Regions from separate parts of the Delphinus delphis genome. Here region 2 is linked to region 1. The links are chromatin contacts, called in public Hi-C maps. All regions are on one chromosome and are shown on one strand. Each heading gives the region's core, a stretch centred on a gene start, on an enhancer-like site or on the middle of the called end of the contact. The rest is flanking DNA. Distances are from core to core; before and after follow the strand shown. Region 1 holds the start of EML6 (EMAP like 6). Region 2 holds the start of ACYP2 (acylphosphatase 2).

Region 1 (2,660 bases), core at 90-2,589:
GGTCGGCAGCGACCAATGCCTGGGATGTGTGTGCGCGTATGTGGGGGCTCGCCGTCCCCAGTGGTTCCTCGGGCGCTCCCGCCCCACGCCGGAATAGAGGCGTGACCGTTGCGCCTGCGGGACCCGATAGCTAGAGCAGACCTTCCTGGGTAGAGGTACAAGATTTTGGTCACTTGTTAATTATTTAATTTTTTCTGGACCGGGAGCGTTTGTAGGTTGAGCTTTCCTGCCTCTAGCTGCACTAGTGTCTCAGTTTCCTCTGATTCAGAAAAATCTTTTTATGGCGCTTTCAATTGGAGTTGCTGATTAGTGAGAGCTGCTAAGTTCTTGTGGTTTTCTCGGCCAAGAGACGGTTCACGGAGGATATGAATTATGAACACATACACGACAACTAACTAATTGGAGCATCTAAAAAATGACCGTTGCATATTTGCCCTGGCTTAATGGGGAAACAGCAATTGTTCTTTTTTTTTTTAAACATCCTTATTGGAGTATAATCGCTTTACAATGGTGTGTTAGCTTCTGCTTTATAATAACGTGAATCAGCTAAACATATACATATATCCCCATATCTCCTCCCTCTTGCAGCAAATGTTCTTTCAAATCGTATCGGCAGCCACCAGCCAGCAGCATTTAGGGCATATTTCATATCATTAAAAAGATGGATCTGGAGGGAGAGAGGAGGAATAGTTGACAATTTTTTAAAAACTTGGTTTAGTTTGGGGATCATTTTCTTGGACTGGGTGAGTTACGCAAAATATCTGTTTCTTTCTTCCTCGCTCTCGCATCCTGGATGTAGACTGTCAGTTTCGGATCCAAGGATGGCGATGGCAAAAGCTTATTCGAGTTCCTTGTCAAATTAAAGCTGTCACAGAATAAATCCCGCTGCCTGCTGCGAGGCCCCCGGGCACAGCAAACTTCAGTGAGCGAACTGGTAATCAGTGTTTGGATATGCAGATCCATGATTTAAAAGACGGGGTGACCCTCTCAAAAACCTCTCACGGGGGCCGAAGCCCGCAGGTGCAGTGAGGCGTGCGCGCGCGAGTGCTGGCGCCCCAGAAGACGCCTCTCCCGTGGAGAGGGAGCCGGAGAGCCCGGCGGGGTCTGGCGACCGCGTACCTGGCGGCTCGTCTCCGGCGGCGGCGGCGGCGGCGGATGATGGTTGCGGCCAGCGCGCTGGTCTGTGTCTGTGCGTCGCCGCGGAAATCAGCGCCCGGCGCTGCACGCTGAGCCCTTGCAGGTCCTCCACATCCCGAGCCTTGGTGAGGACAGACCCGGAGCCCAGGGGCCGCGGACCCGCACGCGGAGCGACCGGGGGGCGAGTGGGGTTAGCTTATCATGGCGGATCGGACAGCTCCCAGCTGCCAGCTCCGGCTGGAGTGGGTGTACGGGTACCGGGGTCACCAGTGCCGCAACAACCTGTACTACACCGCCGGCAAGGAAGTGGTCTACTTTGTGGCTGGCGTCGGGGTGGTTTACAGCACCCGCGAGCACAGCCAAAAATTCTTCTTGGGACACAACGACGACATTATCAGGTAAGGAGGTGGCCTGGGGCGGTGGGGAGGGGTTGGGTGTGAAGGTTGGAAGGATGACGGGAAGGATGACCAACTGGGCTTTCCTGGGGTCAGATCCGGAAGCCCCATGGAATAAAGGAGTCTCTCTGGAACCTCATGGAATTACAGAAGGGCTACTGATTCTAAGGCTAGGGCAGAAGCAGGGTAGGGGGTGCAGGTGGGGAGAGAGAGATTTCTTTTTATTCCTCCGGAAGGCTTTTAAATCTCTAAGGAGTTAAGTGTCCTGATGCTTTTTTGGTGTTCATTCCTGCTACAAGTGGAAGGATCCTGGGTAAACTATCAAACACTTCTCCTTCCCTCCCTAACTAGGAAAATGTAGGACCAATAACCTGAACTGTGGGTATCATCTTTGGGGGGCTTTTTAGAAGGTTCCTCAGCAAGCAAGAGGATTGAAAAAAAAAAAAAAACCCTAAAAGAAATTTTGCTAAAGGTAATTGGGATCTTCATTCCAGATGCTTTGAAACTAAGAAATTTCTGCAGTGGGTGGGGAGTTTGTTCTCTAATATTTCCCTTGGTAGTGACTTAGTGCCAAAAAGCATATTTATGGATGCTTCCACACCATCACTGAGGTTATAAAAGGCTGGCAGTTGCTGGACCACAAAACCCTACCAGCCAGCCCACAGAATGACCAACATCTAGTAGCGGATGGTGGGACTGATTAGAAGAACAAAACTGGATGAATAGACATCTTAGGGGTCCTCCTTATTAAATTGTAGAGGGGTATATTTTGATTTTTGGCCCTGTCCTCTTATCTTTGGACCAGACGCATTTTCCTCCAGCCCTTGTCAGCTTCTTGTGTGACCAGACAAGGTGTGGTCCAGATGCTGTTCACAGGGAATCCTTTTCAGCCTTCAGCAGTTAGGGAAGATTTCCATATGGGAGCCTCAGCCCACAGGGAAAATGACTTGCTGAGGATGGACTACAACTGACAGAGACCATATTTGTACCTTCCAGACTTGTGTGTTCATTGATGCAGAACACACTAACATCACATTTCAGAATATTGCCACTTGTGCTCTAAGTTTCCTTTCATAATGAAATAAATGGTTAAGTGGTGTAATGATAATGGTCTTAATGTCTCTGTGG
Region 2 (2,660 bases), core at 96-2,595, 540 kb before region 1:
GGTTTCAAAATTAAAACTTTTCACCTAATTTAATCATGTATGTGAAGAGCTTGCTTACATCTGTTTGCATCAAAAGCCAAATAATCATATACTTATACAGTGTTGGTAATTACATGTTTAAATTGGTACAGCCCTTGGAAAAATGATTTGGTAATGTGTATCAGAAACAATACACACTTGTACCCTTTGATTTGGTATTCTAAATTCTACCCTAAATGATTTTTAAATATGGGAAAGAAGCTATATGAAGGAATATTTCCTTCACAATATTTTTTATGGTAGTGAAAAATTAGAGGCGACCTGAGTATGTAACAACAGGGACTTATTAGTAGGTAAACTTATGGTTATACCTACTTAATAGAGTATCATGAAATTACTAAAATATTCATTACAAAAAACTATAACATGGAAAAAGAAAGAATAAAAGTTGAATTTATACAATGATATTAACTACTTAAAACATATATATAAGAGAATACACAAAAAAGATAAAAGTTGTGTTAGGGTTATGGATTCTTCTATTTTTAAAAATTTCTCTAATTATGCACAAATGTTTTTGTTTAAAATTAGCTGAAGCATTAGCAACAACTGCTTAAAATTTTTAGTCTTAGAATCACATATATTGGCAATTCATGCTGAAATGGTACATAAAAATTTGTTTGCTAATTTCAGCTGTTGGCAGACACAGTCAATTTTTTAGCTAAGCAAATGTCAACTGTTGCCATTGCGCTTCTAAAATTACAATAAAGCTACATAATAACTGGCAGGAGTACTCTTGGGTAAATGTGGAGAAAAATCAAAGATTGATTAAAAAAAGGAAAATGTCAACCTTCCCAGTCAGTGACAAGATCTTTGATAGGCAGGGACAGGACCCAGTTTGAGATCTTACTTCTTGGAAGGCACAGTACTAGTGGGGAAGACAGTAAATAATTAGGATGAAATCTGGTAAGCACTTGCACAGGCAACTGAACAGGATATGGGAAGATCTGGGAACTGGAATAGGTATTCCAAATAAAGTAGATCCAAGAGCAAAGATTTTTTTAAAGTCAGGGTGTGTTCAGAGAGCTGAATAACTCAAAGTGTCTTGACAATAGGTTACCTATAACCTATAGGATGGGTAGAAGCAGGTAATAAGAGGTTAGTGGAGGCTGAAGACCCTCAGTTTTATTTGGAATGCAGTGTAGAGACTTTGAAGTCACTGAAAAGAATGACATAAGATCTATGTTGATTCTAGGGTCTGCATGCAGTGAACTGGAAGGGAGATGAGAGGAAGATGTAAGTTGTGAGGATTCTGCAATAAACCAGGATCTTCATTACATAAAATTACCGGATTAGCGCTTCCAGAATATATTTTACTGTAAATGATTTAACCACATTCCAAGCAAGTTTTAGATGATTTTTGGTGCTAATAGAATTGGCACATAATATTGAATCAGATTGCAGAGGATTATTTTAATTATATGGCCAGATGCAGAGAAATATGTAAAGATCTCGAAGCCAACAAATATGTTGAGAAAGGCAAATTCTCACAAGTAAAAGGATTTCGATTTCTAGAAGGCAGCAGGTTATCAATAGCTGTATACAGATTCTCTGGAGTTGTGGGTTGCTTTAACACTTCATAACAGCTCACCAGGAAGTAGTATTTTCTAAAGTATAAACTGCTTTAACCTTCTAGGCAATTGGGGGCATTGCTGAACAATGATCAAGATCATAAAAAAGCTATACGAGTTCACAGCAGACAAGATTTTTTGTTTCCATTAAAGTTCCTTGTTCCAGAATATATCACAATCCATTTAGAATATGGATTCAGGCCTAAAGCTTTTCTGACTCAATAGAAAAGAGGATGCAGATGTCACCTTAAGAACGGCTCAAAATCGCCTGACAGATTTGGCAGTTACCTAAACGTTTAATAAAAATTTACTCACTAACCAAATACTCTCAGTCACCGAGCTAGCAGGTCTTTCATTTCAAAAGAATCATTTTGGGGGTACCAAACTATTGACATCTGGGCCAAGCCTCCGCTTTTATTTAAATACAAACACTGGCAAAGAAGCGCAGCGGTTCGTTAAATCGCAGGGACTCGTAGCTGGCATCCCTCCCGGGAAGCGAGTCTGGTTCCACCACGGGGAAGGGGCAGGGAAAGGAGACCTCGGGCGCCAGGGACCTAGCGGGCTCTTTCTTCCAGGCGTCCCGGGCTGCCCTCACTACCAGTCCCCGCCGTCTCATTTGCCGCCTTCCGACGCGTGACCCCGGCGCGCTCGCGTCCCCGGCCGGTGACAGGCGCGAGGTGCGCCGAGCGGTCCCATGTGCGCCCTCCCTCTCGCGGCCGCTGCAGTCACCGCGCCCCGAATCCAGCTCCAGCTCCTCTGCCGAGGCCTCGCCGCCGCCATGTCTACCGCCAGGCCACTCAAATCCGTGGACTACGAAGTGTTCGGGAGAGTGCAGGGTAGGGGACCCCCTTACAGTGGGAGATCAAAGAGGTGTTGGGGAGGAAGAGTAGAAAGCTTCGGCAAGCACACCCCACCTTAAGGACGCCCTGCCCTGTAGCGGCTAGGACTTCCGCTCGGCCATGACACAGCAGCCATGGGTGGGAAGGAGGCGAAGGGCGCATGCGCAGAAGAGCTGGGGTGGGCGGGATGGGGGCGAGGGAGGAGAGCGGA

What was found. Hi-C and Micro-C count contacts between places; a contact is called where the count stands out from the background.
Region 2: a Hi-C map of lung shows a contact between it and region 1, with 4 times the contacts expected there. The contact joins the promoter of ACYP2 here to the promoter of EML6 in region 1. A contact is called at or near these places in 2 of 3 Hi-C or Micro-C datasets (lung and muscle).

What each region holds. Positions count from the first base shown.
Region 1 is chr12:44,700,220-44,702,879 of mDelDel1.2, reverse strand. It overlaps EML6 (EMAP like 6), which reads left to right and starts at 1,339. Exons shown (of 41, transcript XM_060027575.1): 1 at 1,339-1,535. The coding sequence starts at 1,339.
Region 2 is chr12:45,242,379-45,245,038 of mDelDel1.2, reverse strand. It overlaps ACYP2 (acylphosphatase 2), which reads left to right and starts at 1,345. Exons shown (of 5, transcript XM_060026615.1): 1 at 1,345-2,446. The coding sequence starts at 2,305.